Linked DNA regions of Sus scrofa: all the other regions are linked to region 3. Evidence: chromatin contacts called from public HiChIP or PLAC-seq data. All regions are on one chromosome and are shown on one strand. The core of a region is the stretch at or near the end of the contact, and the rest is flanking DNA. Distances in the headings are between cores, read along the strand shown. Region 1 overlaps ZNRF1 (a long non-coding RNA gene). Region 2 overlaps ZFP1 (zinc finger protein 1 homolog). Region 3 overlaps CFDP1 (craniofacial development protein 1).

Evidence for each region. HiChIP or PLAC-seq counts read pairs in DNA pulled down with a chosen protein or histone mark.
Region 1: an H3K27ac HiChIP or PLAC-seq map of alveolar macrophages shows a contact between it and region 3. The contact joins two enhancer-like sites. A contact is called at or near these places in 1 of 47 Hi-C or Micro-C datasets (embryonic fibroblasts) and 1 of 2 datasets of contacts at active chromatin or transcription factors (alveolar macrophages).
Region 2: an H3K27ac HiChIP or PLAC-seq map of alveolar macrophages shows a contact between it and region 3. The contact joins two enhancer-like sites. A contact is called at or near these places in 1 of 47 Hi-C or Micro-C datasets (embryonic fibroblasts) and 1 of 2 datasets of contacts at active chromatin or transcription factors (alveolar macrophages).

Annotation. Positions count from the first base shown.
Region 1 is chr6:12,556,847-12,561,207 of Sscrofa11.1, reverse strand. ZNRF1 (a long non-coding RNA gene) reads left to right here. Exons shown (of 5, transcript XR_002344499.1): 3 at 1,862-1,967; 4 at 3,396-3,487. Among named protein-coding and RNA genes, the nearest start is that of ZFP1, 9.6 kb to the right of the region's middle. Within about 2 kb of position 2,662, at least 36 of the 83 cell types and tissues checked have an H3K27ac peak or open chromatin away from gene starts, as enhancers often do. A contact at or near this core is called in alveolar macrophages, where this site is marked.
Region 2 is chr6:12,537,576-12,542,216 of Sscrofa11.1, reverse strand. All of the region lies in intron 2 of ZFP1 (zinc finger protein 1 homolog), which reads left to right. Among named protein-coding and RNA genes, the nearest start is that of LDHD, 8.2 kb to the left of the region's middle. Within about 2 kb of position 3,081, at least 17 of the 83 cell types and tissues checked have an H3K27ac peak or open chromatin away from gene starts, as enhancers often do. A contact at or near this core is called in alveolar macrophages, where this site is marked.
Region 3 is chr6:12,250,423-12,254,842 of Sscrofa11.1, reverse strand. CFDP1 (craniofacial development protein 1) reads right to left here. Exons shown (of 7, transcript XM_021093775.1): 5 at 2,695-2,814. Among named protein-coding and RNA genes, the nearest start is that of CFDP1, 29 kb to the right of the region's middle. Within about 2 kb of position 1,537, at least 2 of the 83 cell types and tissues checked have an H3K27ac peak or open chromatin away from gene starts, as enhancers often do. A contact at or near this core is called in alveolar macrophages, where this site is marked.

The DNA.
Region 1 (4,361 bases), core at 1,413-3,912, 310 kb before region 3:
GTTTGTTTTTCCAGCCTATGGAAGTTCCCAGGCTTGGGATCGATTCGGAGCTGTAGCCGTTGGCCTACACCACAGCCACAGCAATGCCAGATCTGAGCCGCGTCTGCCACCTACACCACACTGGATCTTTAGCCTACTGAGCGATGCCAGGGATCGAACCTGTGTCCTCATGGATGCTAGTCAGATTCGTTTCTGCTGAGCCACAACAGGAACTCCCCAAAAATAACCTATTTTTCAACGTACAGTTTAGTAGCCTTTAGGACATTCGGGGTGTTGCCCAACCACCAACTCTGCCTAGTTCCAAATATGTCCTCATTCCAGAAGGAGATCCAAGTATGATTCCGCTTACATGAAGGATCTAAAGTCATCAACCCCATAGAGCCAGGGAGTACAAGGGGGTTGACAGAGGAGAGGGAGACAGAGAAATAGGCAGTCGCTGTTCAGATTGAAATTTCAGATAGAAAGTTTCAGTTACGCAAGATGAATAAGTCTAAGGGTTCCCGTCGTGGCTCAGTGGCTAACGAATCTGACTAAGAACCATGAGGTTGCGGGTTCGATCCCTGGCCTTTCTTAGTGGGTTAAGGACCCGGCGTTGCCATGAGCTGTGGTGAAGTTTGCAGCCGCGGCTCGGATCCCGCGTTGCTGTGGCTCTGGCGTAGGCCGGTGGCTACAGCTCCGATTAGACCCCTCACCTGGGAACCTCCATGTGCTGAGGGAGCAGCCCTAGAAAAGGCAAAAAGACACACACACACACAAAAAAAAGATGAATAAGTCTAGAGGTCTGCTTTGCAACAGGGTGCCTATAATACTGTTCTCTACTCTGAAATTTTTATTAAAAGGGTTGATCCCTGAGTTCCTATTGTGGCTCAGCAGGTTAAGAACCTGACATATAGTTCTGTGAGGTCGCAGGTTTGATCCTTGGCCTCAGTCAGTGGGTTAAGGATCTGGTGTGGCTGTGGTGTAGGCCGGCAGCTGCAGCCCCAACCAAGCCCTAGCCTGGGAACTTCCATATGTTGCAGGTACGGCCCTAAAAAGAAAAAAGAAGGAAAAAAAAAAAAAAAGAGGGTGTTCCTACCACAAAAAAAGAAAAAGAAAAAAAGAAAATCTCCCTTCCCCATGAAGCAGTCACTCCCCCGAGCCCCATGCCCCCAGCCCCTGATCTATTATTGTCTCCACGAATTTGCCTGTTCTGGACATTTCATATAAATGGAATCATGTAGCAGGTGGCCCTTTATGTCTGGCTTCCTTCACCCAGCATCATGTTTTTGAGGTGCACCCACATTCCAGCACCTGTCAGCTCTCCCTTTTCCTGGCTGAGTGATACTTCATTATGTAGGTGCACGCGTTTCCTTTGTCTTGTCAGCTGGTGGGCATTTGGGTTGTTCCCACCTTGGCTCATGAATAATGCCGCTGTGGATATGCATGCACGCGTATTTGCCAGAGGACCTGTTCTGTTGTCCCTGTCATTCTTGCCTGACACCCCTCTTCCCATCTTATTTTTCCAAACCAGACATCCAGTACACCTGGTGTGTGTGCATGTTTAGGGGAAAGATCTCTTCAGGGAATTAGTTGGCTTCATGCTGCCTCTGCTACTTGTCTCTTCCTGTCCAAGTGTTTTTTTGTCCTTCGTTGCCTGGGCCACTCATTTGGTGATTAATCTTGGTGAGAAGGTTTGCATGTCTTGTCTCCCCGGTAAGGGCTTGCACATCCAGGTCCCTCTTAGGCGTCTGTGTCCCTGCACAGAACCCCACACACGTGAGGCGACCCTAGTAGCCTCCTAGACCTATACCTGCCGTGTGCCACCTGCCTGCTGGTGACTGACCCCCCACCACTCCCACTCTTCCCTGTCCCCCCTTTGCAGATGACGTGCTGACTAAAGATGCAGGGGAGTGTGTGATCTGCCTGGAGGAGCTGCTTCAGGGGGACACGATAGCCAGGCTGCCCTGCCTGTGCATTTATCACAAAAGGTACGAGAGGCCCAGCAGGGCCAGCTCAACTGCACCCAGACCCCAGAGGGCTCCTTCCCTGTGCTGAGGGCAGAGTGGAGGGTGGGCCTTGCTGGTCACCCTGTCCCCCAGGACTCTGGGTGGGGTCGATGCAGAGGCCAGCAGGCAGGAGGTCTGGACATGCCGAGTGCAGGTCCTGGGTGGTGGGGGCAGATGGGGAGGCCCGTGGGGGTGCAGAAGAAGCTCCTGGAAGGTTGAGTCTCTGTCTCTGTGCGCCTTCCCTTTCTCTGTGGCCCTTTGCTCCACAGGGCGTGGGGCCTCTTCTGCGAGATGAGCAGCACGGAGGGTGTGCTTGCTGCCCCGGCCCCTCCCCTGCCCCCCGGAGGCCAGGCAGGCAGGAATAGCCACTACCTGTGGGGCCGTGGGCTGTGAGCCACTATAATTAGCAGGGCTGAGACTCATCCTCAGACTCGTTCTTGTTTCCAAGTGGAAAGAAGACACCTCCTTACTCAGGACCGGAGGACGCTGTGTGCTGCCTGTGGCCGCCACCTGCTCTCAGCCCCTTGAGCCCCAGCGCTGCTTCCTGACACATGGGCTTTTCCAAAGCCTGACTCACAGGGCCACTGGCCACGGGGCAGCATGTGGATGTGGCCGGTGCCGGGAAGGCTCCAGTGAGGCCTGGGCGGGGGGAGGGGTGCGTCCTGGCCTGGGCCCAGCACCCAGGGCTCCAGTGTCCCAGGCAGCATCGACCGGAACCAGGAGGGAACTTCAGCTCTGGGGAGATTATGCAAATAATCTGTCTGGTTCCTGTTTTGAAAATACCCAGATGTTGTTTTACAGAAAGCCGTCTTGGGGCAATTGCTGTTCCCTCTCTGTTCAGACTCTTTTCTGTAAACTCCAGAGACCAGAGTTCCCTGCCAGCCTCCTGTTTGGCTCTCCTGAACAATGTCCCTATGCCACAGGGCCAGCCCTGCTCTGGAAAGGCCACATGCTGGCTGCCCACCATGGCCAGCCAGGCCAGAGCATGGGGGTCACCTCAGAAGTTACCCACCAGGGAGGGTACCTCAGGCTGCTCCTTGGACCCGGGAGAGGACTTGCAGATAGCTGGTTGGCTGCCCTGCACAGCCCCGACTCTCGCCTTCTCACTGGTAGCTGTTGCCGTCCTCCCGGGCTCCCCCTCCATGAGGTCTTGGTCCCTCTCGAGACCACAGCCCCAGCTTCCTGAAGCGCCGAGGTTCAGCCCGGCCCCACACCCCCGACACCGGGCCTCCGGCCGAGCCAGGACCCATCTGGGTGCCCTCCCTTCTCCTTGCTTGGAGACAGTGGGTATCTGGGGGCCTCGAGGCGAGTTACAAATCCCCTGTTCAGAGACCTGGTCCTTGGAGCGAGCTCCCTAAGCAGCAGCCCGGTCAGCTGGTGATGTGTTTCCTTTGCTGCCTCTCCCCTCAGTTGCATAGACTCATGGTTTGAAGTGAACAGATCTTGTCCAGAACACCCCGCGGATTGACCCTGCTGGGCTCGCTTGCTGACTCCTCTCAAAGGTGAGCCTGTGGTTGGGATGGAGTCGCTCTGGGACCAGGAGGGTGGGGGGCTCCGAGCTGCCCTCACACCCCCCCCACCCCTGAGAGGGTCGGGGAGAGGGGAGCATGTTAGCAGCAGTGGTGCCGTGGGGTGGGGTGGTTCCCGGGCAGGATGCGAGTGGAGACTTGCTCGGTCATGGAGAAGAACCTGCTTAGCAGAGGTAGCTTCGTTGGGCTGTGTTCCAGATGTCTGGGGCCGGTCTCCCTGAGGAGAGGGCCGGGCAGGAGAAGCAGCACAAACTCTGGGACAAGACACTGCCTTGCTTCCCAACTGCCTCGTGCTCCCTGGGTGGTGGGGGCAGGTCCTCACCTTAGGGGTCTCTGCTGCCTCTTTGGGGAAGGGACATCACAGGCCCTGTTCGAGACAGCACGTGTTCTTGAGGCTTCCAGGCCGAGCTTGGGGCCCCGCTACCCACAGCAGAGCAGTGCGATCGGCTTCCTCCCCAGATGTGCACTTGCTCTCCCCAAACCATCGTTTGACCCCCGTTTCTCCTTGGGCGTGTTGCTTTGTTGCCACCGTCCCCTCCTGTCCCCATCTGGGCTGGCGCTTGTGCTCCTTGCTAACAGACTAAACCCGCAGAGAAACCCACACCCAAACCCGGACTCCATCTCCTCTCGCATCCGAGGGTCTGGGGGCCTCTTTCCCTCTCTCTTCCCGCCTGCCTCTGTTTTCTGTTTTCTTTTGTTCTTCGTTAGGTTTATTTTCTTTATTCCAAGTAAACTCCCAGAACAGCTGATGATGTCAAACTATTCAGGGACATTGGCTCTTTTTACCTTCGCCTCAAAAACTGAGGACGTGGGGCGAAGAAACAGCAAGGGGGAGAGTGAGGCCGAG
Region 2 (4,641 bases), core at 1,832-4,331, 290 kb before region 3:
CTCTGATTCCACCCCTAGCCTGGGAACCTCTACATGCTTGTGTGTGGCCCTAAAAAGACAAAAGACCAAAAAAACCCCAATGCATCCAGTAATAAACCTGATTCAGAATGACTATGATTTTTCCCCCCAAAGTGAGATAAATAGAATATTCTTTAGGTGTTTCTCCATGAGGAGCAGATAGAGCGAAGAGCAAGCTGGAGTTCTTTGCAGTCCCAAGACCTGGCCTGCAGGAGAAAAGGGCTGAAGGAGCAGCTGCCCACCCTGGTGTCATGCAGGGGCACCACCATTCCCCTGAGGTGGGCAGCACTGAAGATTTGGGTGATGCTGGAAGCTGTCAACTCCAGCAGGATGCAGGCTGCATAGGCAGCACTTGGTACACCCAGGTGGACAGGACCTCAGAACTGCATGTCCCCGGTAGGGGTTGGGTTTCAAGCATCATGAGTTCTTGTCCCAGTCATTCATTCATTCAGCATCTCTACCAAGCACAGTGCTGGGAAGGCTAAGATAAATGAGAGAGACAGTCTGTGTATGCCCAGAGGACCCCTGGATAAAAACTAAGCCACTGGCCATGTAACGCCCCTTTGTTCATTGAAAAAAAAAAATGGACTTGTCAAACACTCAGTAAGATAACTGGATTTTTTGAGGTTCAAGTTCTTCCATCCCGGAATTAATTTATGTTAAAAATAAAGAAAGATAGCATGAGATACTCCAAATCAGGGGGATTTTTGCAGGCTTCCTATTTTGTAATTTTTCCATGAAAAAAAAAATCAATTGAAGGCTACTTCTCAGTGCCCCAAATGAAGGAGAAGCCATGATTAGTTATCATTCCTTCCCATCATTTCTGACGTAATAAAGAGGGAGACAGATCGACTTGCTGGGAGAAATTGGTAACCAGATGGAGTGGTGGTGTCAGACACTGGAAATAATACAAGGTCAGGAACATGCACCAGCAGGAGTCTGATTATGGAGTCTTGGAGTTATGATTATAGACATTCGGTGCCTAACATCTTGACTCAGACCTCACCTGATGAGTAAAACCTTCTCTAGCCACTCAATTCAAAAATTCACCCCCGGAGTTCCTGCTGTGGCTCAGCAGAAACAAATCGGACTAGTATCCATGAGGACGCTTGGCGGGAAAACCTGAACCTCTTACTCAGTATCTTAGGAAAAGAATTGTTTTAAGACCTGGCAAGGAGTAAGGAACTGCTGTTAGTTTTTGGCCCTAAATTCTTCTGAAATCTTGACCTTCTCAGGTTCCAAGTCCAGATCAAGGAACAGAAAATCGATCATTAAAATTTAATGGGGGAGTTCCCGTCGTGGCACAGTGGTTAACGAATCCGACTAGGAACCATGAGGTTGCGGGTTTGGTCCCTGCCCTTGCTCAGTGGGTTAACGATCCGGCGTTGCCGTGAGCTGTGGTGTAGGTTGCAGACGCGGCTCGGATCCCGCGCTGCTATGGCTCTGGCGTAGGCCAGTGGCTACAGCTCTGATTCGACCCCTAGCCTGGGAACCTCCATATGCCGTGGGAGCGGCCCAAAGAAATAGCAAAAAAAAAAAAAAAAAAAAAGACAAAAAATAAAAAAATAAAAAAATAAAATAAATAAAATTTAATGGGGGAGTTCCCGTCGTGGCGCAGTGGTTAACGAATCCGACTAGGAACCATGAGGTTGCGGGTTCGGTCCCTGCCCTTGCTCAGTGGGTTAAGGATCCGGCGTTGCCATGAGCTGTGGAGTAGGTCGCAGACGCGGGTGGGATCCCGCGTTGCTGTGGCTCTGGTGTAGGCTGGCATCTACAGCTCCCATTCGACCCCTAGCCTGGGAACCTCCATATGCTGCAGGTGTGGCCCTAAAAAGACAAAAAAAAAAAAAAATTAAGGTGATCAAGAAAATCCAGACCCTGTGGAAGTTCTTCAGAATGAATCAGCCAGTGTTATCAGCATGTAAATAGCAAAGAAAAAAAAAAGATATGGTGGGAGAGCCTATGTATTAAAAGATGTCAGTCATGGGACATGGATTCATTTGGATCTTGAGTTTTAAAAGCTTGAAGAAACAGAGTTCCCACTGCAGCACAGTGGGTTAAGAACCTGCCACAGTGTCCCTGAGGATGCAGGTTCAATCCCTGGCCTCACTCGGTAGGTTAGGGATCTGGAGTTGCCACAAGCTGTGTGGAGTAGGTTGCAGATGCACCTTGGAGCCTGTGTTGCAGTGGCTGTGGTGTAGGCCTGCAGCTGCAGCTCCAATTCAACCCCTGGCCTGGGGAACTTCCATATGCCACAGGTACCACCTTAAAAAATAAAAAAAAATAAAATAAAAACTTGAAGAAATATATGACATCCATGAAAACAATTTGGAAATGTGCTACCAGCTGGATATTTGAATACTACTAAGGAAACATTGTACATTTTTTAGGTGTAATAATGGCACGCAGTGATCTTGCTTTAAGTGTAAGCCATAGACCCTGGGGCTTGACCCTTGCAGGGGATCCAGGAGGTCAAGACTATTGTAATAATAATACTTGGGCATTATTTTCCTATTTTGTTGAGTTGACATTTGCACTGATGGTGCAAAAGCAGTTGGTGGAGGAGCCTGCTGGTGCCACAGCAGGATTCCAGAGAGTGGCAACAAGTTGCACGGGCAGTCACTGCTTTCTGCACTCTCATGCAGCTGCAGGAAAGAAATGCCGGTTTCACTTAAGGATGCCCTTAGTGGAAGAGTTCCCATCGTGGCTCCGTGGTGAACGAACCTAACTAGTGTCCATGAAGATGTGTGTTTGATCCCTGGCCTTGCTCAGTGAGTTAAGGATCTGGCGTTGCTGTGAGCTGTGGTGTAGGTCGTAGATGTGGCTTGGATCCTGGGTTGCTGTGGCTGTGGCTGTGGCTGGCAGCTGTAGCTCTGATTTGACCCCTAGCCTGGGAACCTCCATATGTCGCAGGTGTGGCCCTAAAAAGACAAAGGACCAAAAAAAAAAAAAAAAAAAAAAAAAAAAGAATGCAATAAAAATGATTAATTGTACTGTCTCAGCTTCGAGGGCATGTCCTTTTAACATTCTGTCTGATGAAACAGGAAGTACGTACAAGGTACAGAAGCATGATGTTGTCTCCAGGAAAACCACTATGCAGCTGTTTGAGTCATGAGCTGAACTAGCTGCTTTTCTCATGAAACATTTTTACATGAATGGCTAAGACTCAAATGAAGGCTGGCTATTTGGCAGACATTTTCTCAAAAATGAATCAAATGAGCTGTCATTTCAGGGAAAACAAGTGACTCTATTTGTTGTCCAACGATAAAACGAGCTTTAAAGTGAAAATTAGAATTTTGGCAAAAACCTGATTCTCCTCCCCAATACTTATTAAAACTTTTCTCAGGAGCCCAGTGGTGATTTTCTTACAGTCCTTTGACCCTGTGTAAGAGGAGGTATCAGCATTTCAAAGATCTTTATGATTCTGTAAGGCGGTATTTTTCACATGGCCAGGGCATGATGCCTGAATAAATGATCCAAAGTACGAGAAAGACCAATGGATTTTAATACAACAGAGCACACACGTTCTTGGATCCAATCTGCACCCCACTGTAATGTCACTGGGGCAAGTGGACAGAAGTGAAAATTTTTGCTCACTCTCTGTGAACAAATCATTGTTATTATGTCCTTTGGGATATTTGCTCCACTTTAAACCGTCCCTATATTTACAGTTAAAGTCTGTTTACGTTCAAGAGTGGTGCCATCCAAGCAAGCACTTACTCTTGGTACCTGTGCTTGTTGGAACAGAAGTGAATATTACAGCAGGCTCAGAAGAGCAAACAGCCACTAGGATAAGTGGGTAGGTGGTGGAGAAGAGGGTGTGAAACCTTAGCGGAAGGTCCAAAAAATTAAAGGCAACATTTAAAATATCTTATTCAAAAAAACATCCTCTACATGTTTCCTTTATGCCTCAGAGGAAATTAGTAAAAAAAAAAAATGTGGTCTTAAATTTTGCAGGGTCTTCAGAAACAGGCCATGCACACAGTACTCCACGTGTGATGCATAAGACAGTAGGGAATTTATTTTGTGTGTGTTTGTTGGGGGAAGAGTGTGTATTTCTTCTTTTTGTACATTCTAGTATTTAGTATTTTTTAAATATGCATAATTTTTATAAAAATAGGATCACACGCTAATACTCTTGTATCCTTTACATTCATTCACTTTTCTTTTACTCAAAGGATTTTATCACTTTTATAGCTGTACAACAATCATCACAACCAAATTTTATGGCATTTCCATCCCAAATGCCCAGCACATACATTTGTTCATTTCTCAATGCGTTCACCATCTCCCCGTAGTGTATGTTATCATTCTCAATGTCTCTCCAAATTCTATTTATGTATCACAATTTATTTTACTTCTACCTGTTGAAAGATTCTTAGGTTGTCTCCAGTGTTTTGCAGATATAAACTGCAGGGTGAGAACAGACATTCTTGTTTATACATCATTGTACAAGCTTAAAAGTTGTGATGCCTCTAAAATTTTAACTTTGGATACAATGAGGCCTTTGGAATGATTTTATATATTATAATCCCACCAGAATTTTATAAAAAAATTTTTCCAAGTTGTTCCAACCCTGGGTATCATTACTCTTTTAAGCATTGGCCAAACTTACAGGTCAAA
Region 3 (4,420 bases), core at 288-2,787:
CACTACTCCTATCCCTGGGGTTTTTCATTACTTTGCGAGTTATTAAACTCTCCTCGAGGCGTCCTTATTTGAGGAGGCCATCTGTTACCTGCTGAGCTTCCCTAATACAGACGTCATCCCAGCAGATTTTTTTACCTCAAAAAGGTATTAGCTCTTTCTAACAAAGGAAGGCATAAACACAGAATTCAGTGAGAGTTCCATGAGTGACTTGGTGACTTAAACGAGCTGCCAGTTCTCCCTCCTCCGGTTATCTTCATAATTATGGTAACAGCATTTTCTGAAACACACTGATCCAAGCAGAATCTCTAAGCATCAAGAAGGATTATATTAAGAAACACCCAAGGGGGCTAGAAGTAAAAATTGTGCTAGTTGAAACTAACTATGCTAGAAACCTTCGGTAGAAGAAACTTGGCTTTTATTTCTATCTACTACATGATCCAGAGGTAACTTTCACACTAACACTTCAGTAAATCCAAGAGACAGTGATTCATAATATTAGGTACAAGTGCAGTAACCCAAGGACCAGACTGGAGAAAGCTAACCACACATCGTCTCGAGCAGTATTAGTCAAATTCGCGTTGTAAGATTGTGCAATCAGTTCACTTTTTTAAAGTGGCACACACTACACATAATAATGTAAATAAAATAGAAAAGTCAGAGTTTATCATACACTGATAGTAAAGGTAAGTACTATTTCACCAAATTCTTATTTCCCTTTTATATATATCTGTATTTACGGATGTTCTAAGGCATAATGTAAAATGTTATTCCTTATTATGAAGGGCAGTCAATAAAGTTTGAAAGGCACTGGTCTGAAGATAACTCCTTTCGAACAACACAACGACTGTAAGGATAAAAGCATATGGTGCTTCAGCAAAGAGCCGTGTATTTTTTCTCTCAACTCTCACCAAACTATTACTTTGTCACCCTGCACAAGCACATCAATGACTGAAATTTCAAAAAATTTTATGAAACAGTATTTATTCTGACCACATGATGTACTACATTTTTCACTCTATTTCTCTTCGATGATGGCTGCAGACCACAGCTTGAAAAGTACTGCCCTGGAGCAGTCACAGGGTCAGTCTGGAGAACCCCGTTCACAGGACTCTGTCCTCTCACAGCCGCCTTCCTCGGTGTGGACCCCTCTCCGCGGCGGGAGCAAGCGCTCCAGCCCTTTTCCTTCTCAGGTTCCTGTGTAACCACTACATGACTTCTGCCACCAAGCTGCTCCAATGAGAGAGGAAGGCTTGGCGTAAGAAGCAGATACAAAGCATGGAGCAGATGTGGTCACAGTCCTCGTCCATGCACTCACCACGACACCCTGAGAGCAGTGTCACCGCACACCTGCAGCTCACGGCCCGAAGGCCACGGAAGCAGCTGAGCCAGTAATGATGGGGGCTGGAGGAGAAATATCCCAGCCTCCTCGCCTTTGCCAAGACCCCACCAGCACCAGCAGCAGCAGATGGAAAATGCGCCCTGCACTGGCTCCCTTCTGCCCCATTTCACTTCCCTCTGGGGCTTCCTCCAATCACCTCCCACACTAACAGCTGACTTGCACTCAACACTTTGTCTCCGGGTCTAGTTTTGGGTAAATGCAACCTAGGTGACACAGAGGTGAGATACAGTGTTGTCTGGAGCAAGGGCTACAAAGGTGAGAAAGGCCTGATCTCAAAAACTCATAACCTGACAGGAAAACCAATCATTCTCTTTTTAATGTAAAAAAACAGGAGTTCCCATCATGGCTTAGCGGCAACAAACCCAACTAGTATCCATGAAGATTCAGGTTCGGGGGGAAAAAAAAAACAGATTTGGCTTCCCTCAGTGGGTTCAGAATCCGGTGTTGCTGTGAGCTGTGGTATAGGCTGGAGACACGGCTTGGATCCTGGGTTGCTGTGGCTGTGGCACAGGCCAGCAGCTAGAGCTCCAGTTCGACCCCTAGCCGGGAATCTCCACATGCTGCGGGTGCGGCCCTAGAAAGACAAACAGGCGGAACAAAACTCCACTGTCTTGAAGGGAAGGAAGAAGCAACAAACTCTGACTGAAGGGTCAGTGAAGCCCCAAACACCTCAAGGTCAGAGAGCTCCCGAGAGGAGTCAGCAGGTGATTAGTGCCACTGCAGGCAAGGGCAGGGCCGCCGCAACTCATACTGTGACATTTCACTTCTTGTGCATAGGTGAAGAAGAGGGGAATTTTTATTTCCTCCAAAGAGAAGGAACTCTAGTCTTCAGTTAAAAATAACTCAAGTGATAATGGAAAATGTGAAGACAAAAAAACCACAAAGTTCTTGACACTGTGTTAATAAAATTATCTGTAAATCAGCTTTGACCTTTTTCTGTTCCTATGAGGTCCTTGGGAATGGAAGTGAGCACTCAATCCAAATCTTTATTACAAGTCTGATGAACTGCTGTTATTTTCATTCAAAGATTGTTTTTTTAAGTGTAACGTTTACGACATGTTCAGCTCTAGACAACACTGTAAATCAGGACGTTTTTCAGAATCAAACGAGAACCGGATGCCTAATTTTTTTCTGCATCTTCCATTCTGGCAACTATTTCAGCAAAGGCAGAACAGTAGTATGATTCCTTCTCTCAGGAAAGGACTCATAAGAGCTACAGGCAAAGTGCATCCCTGAACCAAAAACAGCTTCTCCAACAAGCCAGGCGCGCCTGGGCCTGAGACTAGAACACTCACCCTGAGCCGGCAGCAAGTGATGGCAGAGCTGAAGGGACATTAGCCTGTGGTTTTTCTTTCTCATTTTGCTTGAAGAAGGATTTGGCTTCTTTAGATGTAGCATCCACTTCCTTAGTCACCCTGTGTCAAGGAAGAAGACACCAAGTTATGAAGAGGAATAAAAAGAGAGAAACAACATCTAAGAAAAGAAAATAAATGACAACAGGCAAGTACCACTGGGCTTTCAATAAATTCTGGCTGCTCAGCTTTATGACCAAAGTTTACTACAACCGTTCCAAAGAAAGACATTTTCCCCTTATTAATAAACAAGTGAAACAACAACATATCAAAGTCTGAGGTCTCTCGAATCCCCTCCGCTACTTGTGTCAGCATGAAACACACTTCGAGTCCCTGCTGAATCACTGCCCATGTGCGTCGCTGAGGTGCGGGCTGAAAGGGGCCCCCTGCACCTCACATGCATGCAGTTTAGTGCTCACGCCAAGGTAAATGTCGGAATAAGGAGATGGAGTATGTGGGAGAAAAACACCGGCATTATTTCAAGGAGAAAAACAATACTATAAACAACTGGAAATACTCAGAACAAGGCTCATGTTCTACACCGACAACAACCTAAAGATGAAACAAAATTCCTTAAAACTGGCTAAACAGGCGGTAATTTAGGCGTGGAAGAAAGCTACGTGATTGAGAAACCCAATTTCTAATCTGGAAAAACTGCCATCAGTAAAACTGAGTCGTAAGGATAAAACAGGGATACTGACGGTGTCTGAAACTTCAGATAAAGAAGGAAAATGCCTAATGCCTGCCTGAGCTTGCCAAGTCAACAAAAATATCCGAGGAATTTTGTTTAAATGCCAGTCTCTGTAGGAGGGTCTAAGATTATGGTCACTGTGCTGCTATGTGTTCAACTGGGTCATTCAGAATAATGAGAGACAAACCTTATAAATTCCAGATTTGCAAGAATATAAGTATCTTTTCTCTCCTTCCTTTTTTTTTGGGGGGGGGTCTTTCTAGGGCAAAAAAAAAAAACCATGGCATATGGAGGTTCCCAGGCTAGGGGTCCAATCAGAGCTGTAGCCACCGGCCTATACCACAGCCATAGCAACGCAGGATCTGAGCCGCATCTGCAACCTACACCACAGCTCAAGGCAACGTTTGATCCTTAACCCACTGAGTGAGGCGACATCCTTATGGATGCTAATTGGGTTCATTAACCACTGAGCCACAATGGGAACTCCTTTTCTCTCCTTCCTTTTAGGCTTCTTGGACCTAGAATCAAATTTTCTTGTTCAGAACCATCTCACTCCTGCACTCAGTACTGGGTCACCCACACAAGTGACACAAAATAAGAGTTTGAGAGTTCTGTATTAAGAATCCTCACTGGGGAGTTCCCGTCGTGGCGCAGTGGTTAACGAATCCGACTAGGAACCATGAGGTTGTGGGTTCGGTCCCTGCCCTTGCTCAGTGGGTTAAGGATCCGGCGCTGCCGTGAGCTGTGGTGTAGGTCGCAGACGCAGCTCGGATCCCGAGTTGCAGTGGCTCTGGCGTAGGCCTGTGGGTACAGCTCCGATTCAATCCCTAGCCTGGGAACCTCCATACGCCACGAGAGTGGCCCAAGAAATAGCAAAAAAAGACAAAAAAAAAAAAAGAATCCTCACTGGCAAAGTTTGCCTCAATCTTGAAGGGTATCAAACAAACAAAAACTCCGTTATTCCCCTACTAAAGGTCT